3 separate regions of the Sus scrofa genome follow, and all the other regions are linked to region 1. The links are chromatin contacts, called in public HiChIP or PLAC-seq maps. All regions are on one chromosome and are shown on one strand. Each heading gives the region's core, a stretch centred on a gene start, on an enhancer-like site or on the middle of the called end of the contact. The rest is flanking DNA. Distances are from core to core; before and after follow the strand shown. Region 1 holds the start of SUCO (SUN domain-containing ossification factor). Region 2 holds the start of ZBTB37 (zinc finger and BTB domain-containing protein 37). Region 3 holds the start of RC3H1 (roquin-1).

Region 1 (4,255 bases), core at 886-3,385:
CAAATGCCACAGGCGCAGCCCTAAATAGACAAAAGAAAAAAATAAATAAAATAAAGTAAAAAGAACAATCATGTTTAAGGGTGGATATATTAAGTCCTGGAGATCACAATGTAGAGAATAAACACAACAATACTGTACGATAATTATCAACTTGCTAGGAGATTAGATCTTAATTATTCCCATCACATACAGAAATTAAGATTTTTGTGACTCAATAGAGGTGCTAACTATTGCTACAATGGAAATCATATCACAATATACAAATGTATCAACATGTTGTACACCGAAATTTACACAATGTTATGTGTCAAATATATTTCAATTAAAAAAAAATCAGAGATCCTGGTGTTTTTAAAACTTGAATGGAAAGTGTAACCTCTTTGCCATATCAACCATTCAGAAAGTGATGAAGAATAACATGGTCTAAAGATGGGCAAAACGAAGGAGAAAGTATAAAGAAAAGATACATAATCTACAAAGAATTTAACAGCCCCCAGAGAAAAGTGGATATGAATACAATGTTTTCCATACCTCAGGTACAAATTTAAATTTAAAATGAAGTAAGTGGACTCATCTATATGCACATTTCAACTTAGTAAGTATAAGGTGAGGTAACATTGGGAATGAAGGCAAGAGGCCAAATTTCTTGTTCTCTAAAATGTCTATCAATCTTCCAATCGAAATTCTTCAGCCAGGCAAGTGTTTTCTTTTCCTCTTATTTATATACTATTTTATGTTAGCAACAACTTCACTGTCTTTGGAAACCATCAGTCACCTACATAAATGAAAAAACTGTTCGTTTTGCAGAAATAAACTAAGCAAGAAACTTAGTTTATCTTGATTTTAATATAACAGCAAATCACTTTTAACTGAAGAATCATCTTTTTGGTCACAAATATCACACATCTTTGAAGAAATTCCCTTGGAGGACAAAATGGATTTTCCAAGTACAGTGGTAGTGATCCTTTGACTGACAAGCTCTTTCTGTCCCTTCAAATCTCTGTGCCAGAGATTAACAGAAACTCCGTAAACTTTATAGACAAAGCACTCTTCCCGCCTTCAAAGGGCAGGACTATCCTTACATTACTAAGGCACAATATCCAAGCCACACCACCAGAAACCACTATGCACACTACACCTAAGACACTCCACTAAACTAACAACTTCCTATTATCTACTCCTTGAAGAATTGCTTCATAACGCCCCCATAAGTATCCAAGTGTGCCCGAGGCCAAAGACCAGGCGAGAAAGGACCAGAAGAACTAGTTCTCATATACTACCTACCTTCATGACAAGTCACGTTTTTAAAATCACAATTCGGGAACCCATCACATCCGACTTGCTTAATGCCCTTACCACACCATGAAGGCAAGTGGCTGGTACTAAGCCCGAGAAACTTACAGCACATTTATCTGAAGACTAGCCGAACACTCCACCGTCTCCAAGCGTCAGGGTAACTGGGTAGGTACAAAACCACCTAGGCACCTTTCTCTCCCACTTAGTTTCTGTGAATTCCAAAATGCACCGTGATAACCTCCGCACAGAGTGCTGCCAGGCCAGTCCGCGGGAGAGTCACAGAGTAATTGGTTTGTCGCTTTCTAGCAGCCTTAGAAACCCGCACCCTAAAAGCCAGGATGATTTGGGGGTGTGACCTGGGCCGCTCCCTCGCCCCCCTCTCCTCTCTCGGGAAACTCCCGAGTTATCGCGGGTACTCACCAGACCAGAGAACACAGAGAGAGGCAGGAGACCAGGGCCAAGGCCCGCCGGTACTTCTTCATCTTTTCCTCCTTCTTTCCCCTGCCAGAAGGCGGCACATCCTCCCGGCAGCCGCCACTGCCGAGGCCAAGATGGAGGAGCCGGAGCAGGAGAGCGAGGATGGAACCGAGAGTCCGAAGGGCTGCGGCGCTGGAGGAGCAGCTCCTGAGCAGCTCGCGCGCTAGCCGCCCTCTCTCAGTGGCCCACGGGGGCGCCGACGGGGGCGCTTCACAGGAAGACTCCGGGGTCTGCCGCTGCTGCCGCGGCCGCCGGCTCGTCCGCGCCCGCCTCCTCCAGCCGCCGCCGCCACTGCCGCCCCATATCCCCCCAGCCCTCCCCGGCTCTCGCTCCGTGCTGCCGGCGACCAACGGCCGCAGCGTACTCGCCTCTCAACAGCCAATCGCCAGCAGGGCCGCGACACCTCACACACCGCTGAGCTGGAAGGAGACGCGTCACCCACGTCCAGCGGCGCTCTCACACCCACCAGGCTCCGCGCGGGCCACGCCCCCTCCGACGTCTCAAGCGGATAAGCCCGTTGTGGGAGGACACAAAGCGCGACAGCCGAGGTTGCCGACGCCCCGCCCACCTCAAATCCCGCCCAATTCAGGAAGTCCGAGAGGAGTCTCCTGACCCTCAGCCTTCTTCCTACCGTGTCCCGCCCCCTCGCCCAGGGCGCGTCGAGTCAGCGCAAGGGCCGTTGGGAGTTGTAGTTTTCCTTCAGGAATCCGCCTTTCCCTTTCCCTGTCCCTCCTAGTATCACTGTTTTGATGAAAATGTGTGTAGTTTCTCTTTCTCACCGCAAGACTGACCAGCTTTCAATTTACACTCAGTTTGCCTCTTTTTACCAAACTTCGTGGAAAGGCTGAGTATGACGGGGTAAAACTATACCAATACAATTTAAAAGGCGTTTTCCCGGTGTCAGTGGGGCGGGCCCATCAAGCTAGATGCTGATTGGTTGGCGGGAGCCGGGGGCGGGGAGGAGGGGGAAGAGTGCGGCAAGATTTCCTCTCATCTGATTGGCTGAAGTGAAGAGTCTTTCGCTTTTTTTCAGCCTCCTGGAGAATTTCCCCGCCGGCTGGATTCCTCTGTTGGGATCTGCTCCCTGGGTCACTATTCTCTGGGATTCGTACTTTGCTTCTGCTGCGGTGGGGCCAGAACGGGAAACTGCCGCTCTTGCTGGGAGAGCACCAAGTCCTGGGTTTCACCGAAAACGGGAAGATGGTCGTGTACATGCGTCTATTGCTGCAGTCCAAAAAAGTGATCGCCTCTCAACCTTTAAAAAGAGCAATGTGCCCACCCCAGATTTTTATGTCACGGAGGCCCCTAAAAGATCTCTCAGAAGCTTGTTTAGGGACCCTCTGCCTGAAAGTCCAAAATGCTTGACTGCTTTTCTTCCCAAGCGCCTCTTGACATAACTCTCGTAAGTGGGCACTAGCTTCTGTTTAAGGAAGAAGACGTCTGGCCTCTGGCCTAATGTGTTCCTTCTTCTATCTCTGGTGATATATTTGTTTCAGACTCTTGACACTAAGAAGAGAGTTAGTCGCTACCGAGGGATATTTCTTTTCTAAAATAAGATGCAAAAATATAACTCAATGGTGTTTCCCTTTTTGTCTTGGCTGTGGGAAACTCAACTATCTTCTCCAGAAAGCAGCCAGACAAAAAGAAGAATGGAGACTCCAATTGTCTGTGCCAAGCAACATGGCTTAATGTTTAGGGTAAAAGGTGCTCAAAGCACGTGTTAGCAAAGCATGAGCCACTTATTCCACATGTGTCCAGGGAAAAAAGACGAAAAATTCCCATCCAACACCTAATTTTGAAGCATGTAACTTCCTTGTAAACCTTCTAAGTTGAATTGAGGGTTGTTACTATATTCCCAGGTAACTGAATGTTTTGACTCATCTAAAATTCTTGATATAAGTCAACTGAATATTATAAAAGTTCTGCAACAGGTGATTTGGTTTAAGAGGCATTCATCCTAAACTAATTTTTCTGGCAATAATTAGCTAACAGTTCCAATGATCTGTTCATGCCACTTTTAGCGTATGACTGACAATAAAATCCCTTCATCTCTCTGACTTCACTACTCTTGCCCAAGAGCAGTATCAAATGATTACTATGTAAGTTAAAAGGAAAGTAGGAGCAGTAGAAGGATGGGGATTATTTTACATTCTTTACTGTGTTAACCTTTTCCTTTCTCTCTAGGAACTAGGTTACTCAGGACAGAGAACAGGTGCTCCTGAGCTGACCCTCAGAAGATCACAGCCAAGAAGGTTCTGAAGAAAACTTGCTCATCACAAGTTATTAGGTGCCTCTTCTGTCTCCTCTGCTTCTCACTCCAAACCCACAAGTCTTTTCCACCAAGTCTCTGTAATGATCTTTTGTAATATGCTGCTAGTAGGTAGAATTTTTCTTCCTTCTTCCTCCTTTCCTTCCTTCTTTCTTCGTTTTTCCTAGAGGTGGGGCTTTATTGCTACCGCTGTGGTAGGGTTGTCATCCACCT
Region 2 (4,234 bases), core at 405-2,904, 1.2 Mb before region 1:
CCAACAAAAAGGATTTGGGTTTAGGACTGGGAGGCAAACTCTAGGTTGGGAAAAATGCCAAGCTGTGTCAGGACTCAAAATGCAGAGAACTTGGAAGTTCCTGCTGTGGTGCAGCATGTTAAGATCCAGGGTTGTCTTTGTGGTAGCATGGGTTTGTTCCCCATCTTGAGAACTTCCATATGCCAGCGGGTGCAGCCAAAAAAAAAAAGAAAAAGAAAAAGAAAAGAAAAGAAGATGCAGAGAACTTGAAGAAGGTCACATTTAGGATTAGGAAAGGGTAGGTAAACCTGCCTCTATCTAAATTCAAAGTTGGAGATTTCAGGGTGGTAACGACACTCTGATTCTGAAATTTAGTTCCCCAAAGCTGTTAATAAAATACAAGTAACAAAGCATTCATCATGTATGGCCAGTATTTTTACATTAAAAGATTTTTTAAAATAGCTGAACCATTAAGCCTGTAACCGCATCCAATAGTCTTCACTGGTTGAGAGTAGTTTGTATAAATCCCATAAAGAAGACATTGACTTGAGCTCAACGTGTTTCCATTTATCCGTAAATTTAGAAGACATTACATGGTTACCTAAGACCTGAAACTTCAGGAATTTATGCTGACTAGCTCACGGTATTGCCCCGCATTTACAACAGACTTATCAGTAAATAGGAAGTGTATACACAGCTTCTGAGAACCAACTTTAGCCAATCTGACCTTTTTCCAAAGCGTTTTGGTTTGTTTTGAAACTTTTAATCCAATAAGAGCCTCTGTCGATGCCATCATGAATTCAGATGTTTATTTTGGAGCCTACACCAGCGCCTTTTTTGTTTGCTCTTTCCGGCAATTCCCCAGTGAGGAGGAAGCCCCTGGAGTAAGTAAGGTCTTTCTCTATCGTCGGCACTGGAGGGGTGACAGCTGTAAAGAGGGAGAATAGGGAACCGCATGGGGTTGGCCACTCTGGTACTTGAGTGGCTTTCGTCGCCTTTAGGAGACGGGGAAGGGGAAACGAGCAGAAGATAGAAATGCCACCAAGGACCAGAAGCGAAAAGGGGAGCAAGGCGTGCGTGGGGCAGGGGAGCGAGCAATCAGGTGAGGGTAAAGGACCGGGAAGGGGGCGGCGCCCAGGGACCCGATCCAGGCGGTAGGCGTAGGCGGGCGGGGAGCTGCCCAGAGGTGGGTGTGTGTATCTGGGTGTGTCCGGGCTGCCGTGGGGGAGGGGGCCGCCCATCCCGGGGTCCTGAGGGAGGGGCTCGCCGAGGGGGCGGGTCCGGCAGCTCAGCCCGGCCCGGGGCCAAGAGGGTGGAAGGTCTCCCGGTGCCTTGAGGCGGGGTAGGAGGGAAGTGGCTGAACGCCCCAGGAGTACGCTGTGGCGGAGACCAGGCGAACCGGCCCCAATGCAGGGCAGCAGGACCCGCTTGCGAGGCCCGAGCCCAGTTAAGGAGCAGCACCTACCTCCGGGGGTGGAAATGGGCCGGAATGGGCCGGAACACCGTCCCGGAAGTGAAACCCCCCACCCCCTCCCCCAGAGCGGGCTACGTGCCGGAAGGAAATCACTCACCCTTACACCGCCCCTCTCCCCCCTCCCCCAGCGCTTTCCGTCCCTCGCGCCCCCTCCCCTCTCTTCTTTTCCTCCTCAGTCGGTAGGAGGGCGGGCGCTCTGTGTCACGTGGCCGGCCTGTCCACGCCCACAACGGCGAGCAGGAGCTGGTCAAGAGGTGGGGCCAGGGGGGAGCTTAGCGGACGGAAAGGAGCTACGGTTGGAGGAGGAGACTGAGGGAGGGGGAAGACTGGAGAGGGATGCTGGCGGAGAGAATGCGTCGTGACGTCACGGAAAAGAGTCCTTATATACTGGCGCCTGGGCGCCATCTCAGTCTTTCGAGGCTGCGGGTTGGCTCTTGGTGAGTGTGTTTTCTTTGTTTAAGTAAATTCTTGGTCTGAGGCCTCCAGTTTTTGGCAGTTAAAATCGCCAGTCCCTTTTAGGCCAGTCGCAGGCCTTCGCAGGGCTCAGAAGATAAGAATGGTGGAGCAGTGCGCCTTGGGTGGCCGGCGTGGCCTGATTTGTATTCGATTTGTTGGGTCGCACTGCGGAAAAACCTCGGCTCGGGGCCCTGCCTCTGATGAAGCCTGTGTTGGTAGGGACATCTGAGACTTGATGAATGCCAACGGCTCTGATGGCGGTGCTTGCCGAGTTGCCGAGCGGGTTTCTGTTAATGCCTTCTGCTCTTGCCTCTTCCCGTCTCTCAGTAAGGCCACGTGAGCCTCTAAATGGCTGCATTCCCCATTGCAGCATTTTAGTGCCCTCAGAATGCTCCTGTGAAATTTTGAGTGGTGTAGTAAAAGACCTGCAAACATGATGGGGAGACGACAATGATTAGATGTGGGGAAAAAACGAATTTTGGGAGTTCTTTGATGGCCTAGCAGGTTGAGGCTCCTGCATTCTCTGCGCTGTGGTTCTGGCTGCTGCTGTGCCGCGTAGGTTCGATCCCCGGACCAGGAATGCCCAGACACTATACTGCATGTGTGGCAAAAAAGAAAATACAAAAGAAAAAAATCTAATTTTGAAAATCCCTAATCTTTTCTAGGAATGGTGCTAGGGATGAATGCAATGTGGCTTTTGATGGCTTCTGATGGGCAGGTAAGAAACAGCTAAATGGAGAAGAATGGGATCTGCTTAGGTGATTTTTTTGTTAAGCCTATGATGGTTAAAGAGTAGTGGGCAGAAGGAATTTCTGAAAAATTCAATTCTGAGGCTTAAATTCTTAAGATATTAATGGTTAGCTTAGCAACGCAGTATGTTTCATTAGATTTCCTTTGTTTTCTAGCTAAGCGCCCAGGATATGAGAATCGCTGCTGGGGTGAGTTATAGAAATTCCCTCCACCAGGGGTGTTAGGTTGACAATTCCTTTGTGCCATAATGATGACATTTTATTTGCTACTCTTGACAGTGAGGATGACGAGAATCCTTACCACCATTATTCTAACTGAGGCACACAAAACAGTGGTTTAGAGGACATAGAAATTGCTCCTAAGCTTACATGAAACTGTTTCTTCCCAGGTTGTAAAGCGCAAGCTTAACACTGTATTTGTGGGCAAAAAGGTGAGAAACCTTTTTAAAGTCTATATACCCAGTGCTGTCCAATTCTTTGTATTTTTAGGGGTTGACAAATCACCAAATCAATGTTGATGGTTAAATTAGCGTTTTGCTCCCCTTTTCAAACCTGAAATTCTGCACCTTAGTTTTATACTTAACTTGCGGGGATCTGAAGAAACAGATACTGTGATGGTTGCATAGTTCAACAGATTGAATCATGAAAGAGTTAACATATGACTGAGTATCTGGGTTGGGAAAACTTTGGCTAATAGCATAAGCAAAGTACCACTTCTAATCTGACTTCTATTTTTGTAGGTGCTAGGCAGAGTTAGCTGAAAGGTGAAGAGGTAAGTAAAATTGTAATTGAACTAAACATTGGTGACTGGGCAAAGATGACAGAATGCCTCTGATGGGTTTTTAGGACTGCCTTTTAATACACGTGAAGCAATCCTACCATGAAGTGCTTGGACAGTGCTGAATGCATTAAGGCCAAATCCTTGTCTTGTTACCGTAAGGTGTATTGCTTTGGAAGAGCAGCCTGTGTGATGATAAGCGTATACTGACTGAACATGAAGGTCTTATATTAGCTCTATCTGATTTCAGGCATTTTTTAGGTTTCTGGGGAATAATTCATCTTTGACTACTGTAAAACCACTCTTTATTTCTTTAGGTGAACTTGTCTGACATGTCTGGACCAGCCTTTTTAGTGGGTAAGCATTAATGTTTAAAGCAAAATTTAGTAGGCTCAAAACTTAGGGTAATGCTGACAAGGTAGAATGCCTAAGCTAATTTTGTATGTTTGATTTGCAAACGTATGTTGAGCATGCTTTAGCAGGGTTTTTGTAATGATGTTGAGCAAATGTCTGACCTGAAATGAGCATGTAGACAAATCTAACACTGAAGGACCCTGTGACAAAAATAAATGAGAATTTAATGTATGATTGACCTTTTAGTGAAAGTGTCATTTCCTTTATAGGTACCCGGTATTATCTGTGGATGGCTTGTTTGGGGTAAGACATGAAAACAGTTCTTTGGCTCTTGGCACTTGGGGTTTTTGTTTTTATAATGTGCTAGTCTTAGTAATTGTGATGGTGTTTTCTGGTGTTGGACAGTTGGAGTATTGAAGCTATTTTGAAATGTGTCTGAAGAAA
Region 3 (3,751 bases), core at 449-2,948, 1.4 Mb before region 1:
TTAACTGAAATATTTATGAAATACAAATAAATTTAACTTAAAAATCATATTTTTAAGGGAACTGTGAAGAAGGTCTACCAATTGAAATGCAACTATTAATAGTTCAAAGAAATTAAAATATCTATGTTGATTTATGAAGTTGGGTTACTTGTTTCACCTAGACAGGGAAGTTGGCATGTTTGCCTAGCAACAGCCGCTAAAACCTTCTGTTGTGGAAGGTTCCCTAGTAGTGAGAAGGGAGGAGGAGGAAAAACTGGAGGAACGGATTAATCTGTTTTCCCCAGCAGGGGACTGAGGCCTGGCTGGAGAAGGGAAAGGCTATCCAAGAGATAGACTTTAGATTAGCACACACTAACCTAATCCTCCCATGGTAGCTACAAGTTTGCTCATTGTAGGACTGCGACCACTATTTAAGGGGTTGAAGAGATGCTTAGAGACCTAGCCCACTTCAAAGAGAGGAAATTCCAATCAGTTGAAAGACATCAATGGATCTTCTGAAAAGAAGCTGAAATCTGTGTAGCAAGAGGGTGTTAGCAACTAAAAAGAACTTCCCTGCTCAGAGTTTAGGAAGGTGTGTGATATATTTACAAATAATATAAAAACGCTATCTTTTATAGTGATTTGGTTTATTACCTTAAAGTCAGGAGCTTCTTTAAATATAGTACTTCTCTTGGTATTGGTGATATATGCAATGAAGAAAGGACTGGAAAGCAAAAATTTCTGCTCCCTTGACCAAGACCTGAAGTAAAAAGAAAAGAACATGATAATGCAGAGAAATATTGACTGGGTGCTTATTTTTAAGGACCATCTCTCTCCTCTCTTCCAGATGATTTATTTTGAAGTTAGGATGTATGGTATGAAAAGAATTCCATTTCTCTCTCTCCCTCCTGCATGTGACAAGTTCCTGGGCCAGGGATTGAACCCACGCCACAGCAGTGACCCAAGCCACTTCAGTGACAATGATGGCTCCTTAACCTGCTGCACCACAAGGGAACTCACATTTCTCTCCTTTCTTAAAAGCAAGTATTTGGCTAAACTGAATCATCTTGAAGTGGTCTCCCATTATCCCAAATCAAAATGCCTTGTTTTCCTTGAGAGAAGAAATTTTCAATATCGCATGACTAACTTTTAGATCCAAGAGCTCTTCTATGGGCCCAATTTTTTTCTGTCCTCCCTTAGACAGCTCTTCACTGGTCACACAGGTCTGGAGAGACATTTTGGGGCCGTGAATGTCTGGCCTTTGGGTGGTTTAGACCTGTTGGGAGCCTGAACTCTTTGGGAGCTCTGTGAGAAAAGTGACCAGGGCCAAGCTGGTTAATCAAGAACCATGATAAAATGAGATAAGAACAAATTCTCCTGGGGTGGATGAGAGAGGTGAAAAAGAAACAACAGTATAGGGAGGAGCTGAGAAAGCCAAGGGCGTAGAGGTAAGCACGGGATTGGCTGGAAACCTCAGAAATTTTGCAGTTCACCCTCGCTGTCTGGCCTCTTGCCCGGCTGGGCTCCAAGGCGCTGGTGGACCAGTTTTTCGGCTCAGGGCGTGGGTGCGCTCCGGAAGCAGGCAGCGAGCGTCGCCACCCTCCCTCCGGGGCGTTGGCGGCCGGTGACTCAGAGTTTTGCTCCGGCGCCCGCCCCGCCCTCCTCTTGCCCCGCCTTCGGAGGGAGGAGCCTCTCCCTCGTCTCCGCCCCAGTCTCTGGGGCGGGCCGGAGCCCGAGGAAGAGGAAGGGGGCGAGGACAACGAGCGACCGGGCGGGGGCGGAGGAGGAGGAGGAAGAGGAGGCAGACCAACAAGATGGCCCCTGCTGCAGGAGCAGCCTCAGCAGCAGCAGGTGGGAAGCCGGAGGCGGCGCTGGCGGTAGCAGCGACGGCCGTGGCCCGGCGGCCTGGGACAGAGTCAGAGTCGACGGTGGCGGCGGCGGCGGCGGTGGCTGCCCCGGCGGTGGCAACGGCCGCGGGGACTCGGAGCTGAGAGGAGCTGCTGCTCGGATCAGCGCGGTGAGCGAGCGGCAGGCGGCGGCGGCGGCGTGGGGAGCGGGGCGGCCACGGCCAGGCCTCGGTCGGGAACAATAGGCAGCCGCGGCGGGGTAGAAGCTGTCCTCCGCCGCCCTCGGCTCCTCGGCCGTAGCGTTCGCCCGCCCCGCCTCAGGCCCCGCCGGCGGCGGCGGGGTGGGGGGGGCCTTGTCAGTGTCCGGCGTCCTTTAGGCCTCAGGCCTCCGCGTGCCGCCGGAAGGGCCTGGCGGGGTGAGTAGGCCGTGGGGAGGTGCAGACGCCGCCCTGGACGAGGGAGGTCGAGGGAGGCTCCGGCCTGAGGGAGGGGGCCGCAGGGCTGCTCAGCCTCTCTGTTAGTCCGAGGGCCTCGGCCGGGAGGCGGGTGAGCACGGGAAATGCTTTTTGGACCCTCAGTCTGTGGGGGTGGGGAAGGTGAAGGCGTCTGTAAACAGGCGCCGCCTCTGCTTCCCTGCACCTCGGGAGCTCCCTTCTGCTCCTTAAGCACTGTCCTTCCTCAGCCCATTGGGTTTTACTACGTCTGTTTCCCTGGAGCTACTGCAGATTGAGCCTGATAGTCTTTCTTCCCGGCGGTGATAGGAAGGTTATGTTTGCAGGTGTCTTTCAAAAAATATTTTTGGTGCAACAAAAACAAACCTACAAGGTAGATGTGATTTTCGACGAGAGCTAGAGAGAGCCAAAGGATGATCCTCTTTAAACACTTCTGGGTATCAATTGTCTCTAAACATCAGTTTTGCCTATGTCCTGGGTGAGAGTGAAACAAGGGCTCTTTTGGAGCAGTAAATAATATAACTCTTGACATCCCAGAATAGTCCCTGAAACTGGAAACAAAGCCACTTAGTGCTACGCGAAGACAAATTGTAATGCTTGAATAGAACTTTTCTTCAAAGGGACTGTTTTTGAATTATTAATGTGCTGCATAACAAGCAACGTTAACTAGCATAAAATGGACCTAGTGAAGCGTTTCTTTGGGAGACAGAAGTCTCTAGGCTAGAATTTCTTATGTCTCTAAATAATTTTCAAAAACTAGGAGCAACTGTTCTGCTTTGAAGGTTTAATCTTATCAAGAGATAGCTCCTCATTACAGTTGCCCTGCATAGTGGTGTTTGAAAACTTCAGCAGTTAGCTACTATTTCTCCTAAACTTAATTTCTCAAGGCCTCTATCATGAACATTTCCAAGTAATGGGGAAAATTTCTCAAGGTGTGCAGAAATTTATATTAAAATTGTTTGGATGCATCCAAAAGACTGCTTTCCACTATTTAACATTCAATTGCATGGTCCTGTGCTGTGCAGAGATGCCAGTTAATATCTTTTACCCTTTAGGGTAAATTTTTTAATTCGAATTGTCCATGTCTGTTGTAATTCAGAGTCTTTTCAGGTTATATGAAGTTTAACGAGTGGCACTTGTCCTTAGTTCTTCCACAAGAGTTGACAGTAAATAGACTAGCAATTGAATAAACGTGGAGGTTACACTATTTTGTTCTATTTTTTTATTGTTTAGGATTGAAGTCTAATGAGTGAATATAAATGACTTTCATCTTATATCTAGCTTAAATAATGTGGATGTTTTGACTTTTTAGGTAGTGGGTAAAGGACTACTTTCACATGTCTTTCTGGTGTGAATTTTCTGGGAATAAATTTCAGAAAGGGCTTTTAAGTATTCAAAGTGATGATTTAATCATTCAATCAGGGGGGTTTTTTGCTGAATTTTTTAGGACTAGAAGAATGCAAATAAACTATC

What was found. HiChIP or PLAC-seq counts read pairs in DNA pulled down with a chosen protein or histone mark.
Region 2: a contact with region 1 is called in an H3K27ac HiChIP or PLAC-seq map of alveolar macrophages. The contact joins the promoter of ZBTB37 here to the promoter of SUCO in region 1. A contact is called at or near these places in 3 of 5 promoter capture datasets (fetal liver and liver) and 2 of 2 datasets of contacts at active chromatin or transcription factors (alveolar macrophages and skeletal muscle).
Region 3: a contact with region 1 is called in an H3K27ac HiChIP or PLAC-seq map of alveolar macrophages. The contact joins the promoter of RC3H1 here to the promoter of SUCO in region 1. A contact is called at or near these places in 1 of 5 promoter capture datasets (liver) and 1 of 2 datasets of contacts at active chromatin or transcription factors (alveolar macrophages).

Annotation. Positions count from the first base shown.
Region 1 is chr9:114,914,837-114,919,091 of Sscrofa11.1, reverse strand. SUCO (SUN domain-containing ossification factor) reads right to left here and starts at 2,135. Exons shown (of 25, transcript XM_003357538.4): 1 at 1,717-2,135. The coding sequence starts at 1,778. LOC102164985 (a long non-coding RNA gene) reads left to right here and starts at 2,296. Exons shown (of 3, transcript XR_001299035.2): 1 at 2,296-2,621; 2 at 2,807-3,175; 3 at 3,958-4,255.
Region 2 is chr9:116,146,654-116,150,887 of Sscrofa11.1, reverse strand. ZBTB37 (zinc finger and BTB domain-containing protein 37) reads right to left here and starts at 1,654. Exons shown (of 5, transcript XM_013989614.2): 1 at 1,551-1,654; 2 at 707-907. It overlaps LOC110255511 (a long non-coding RNA gene), which reads left to right and starts at 1,755. Exons shown (of 11, transcript XR_002335927.1): 1 at 1,755-1,890; 2 at 2,575-2,627; 3 at 2,815-3,089; 4 at 3,399-3,430; 5 at 3,754-3,793; 6 at 4,060-4,093.
Region 3 is chr9:116,290,402-116,294,152 of Sscrofa11.1, reverse strand. RC3H1 (roquin-1) reads left to right here and starts at 1,698. Exons shown (of 20, transcript XM_005656721.3): 1 at 1,698-1,996.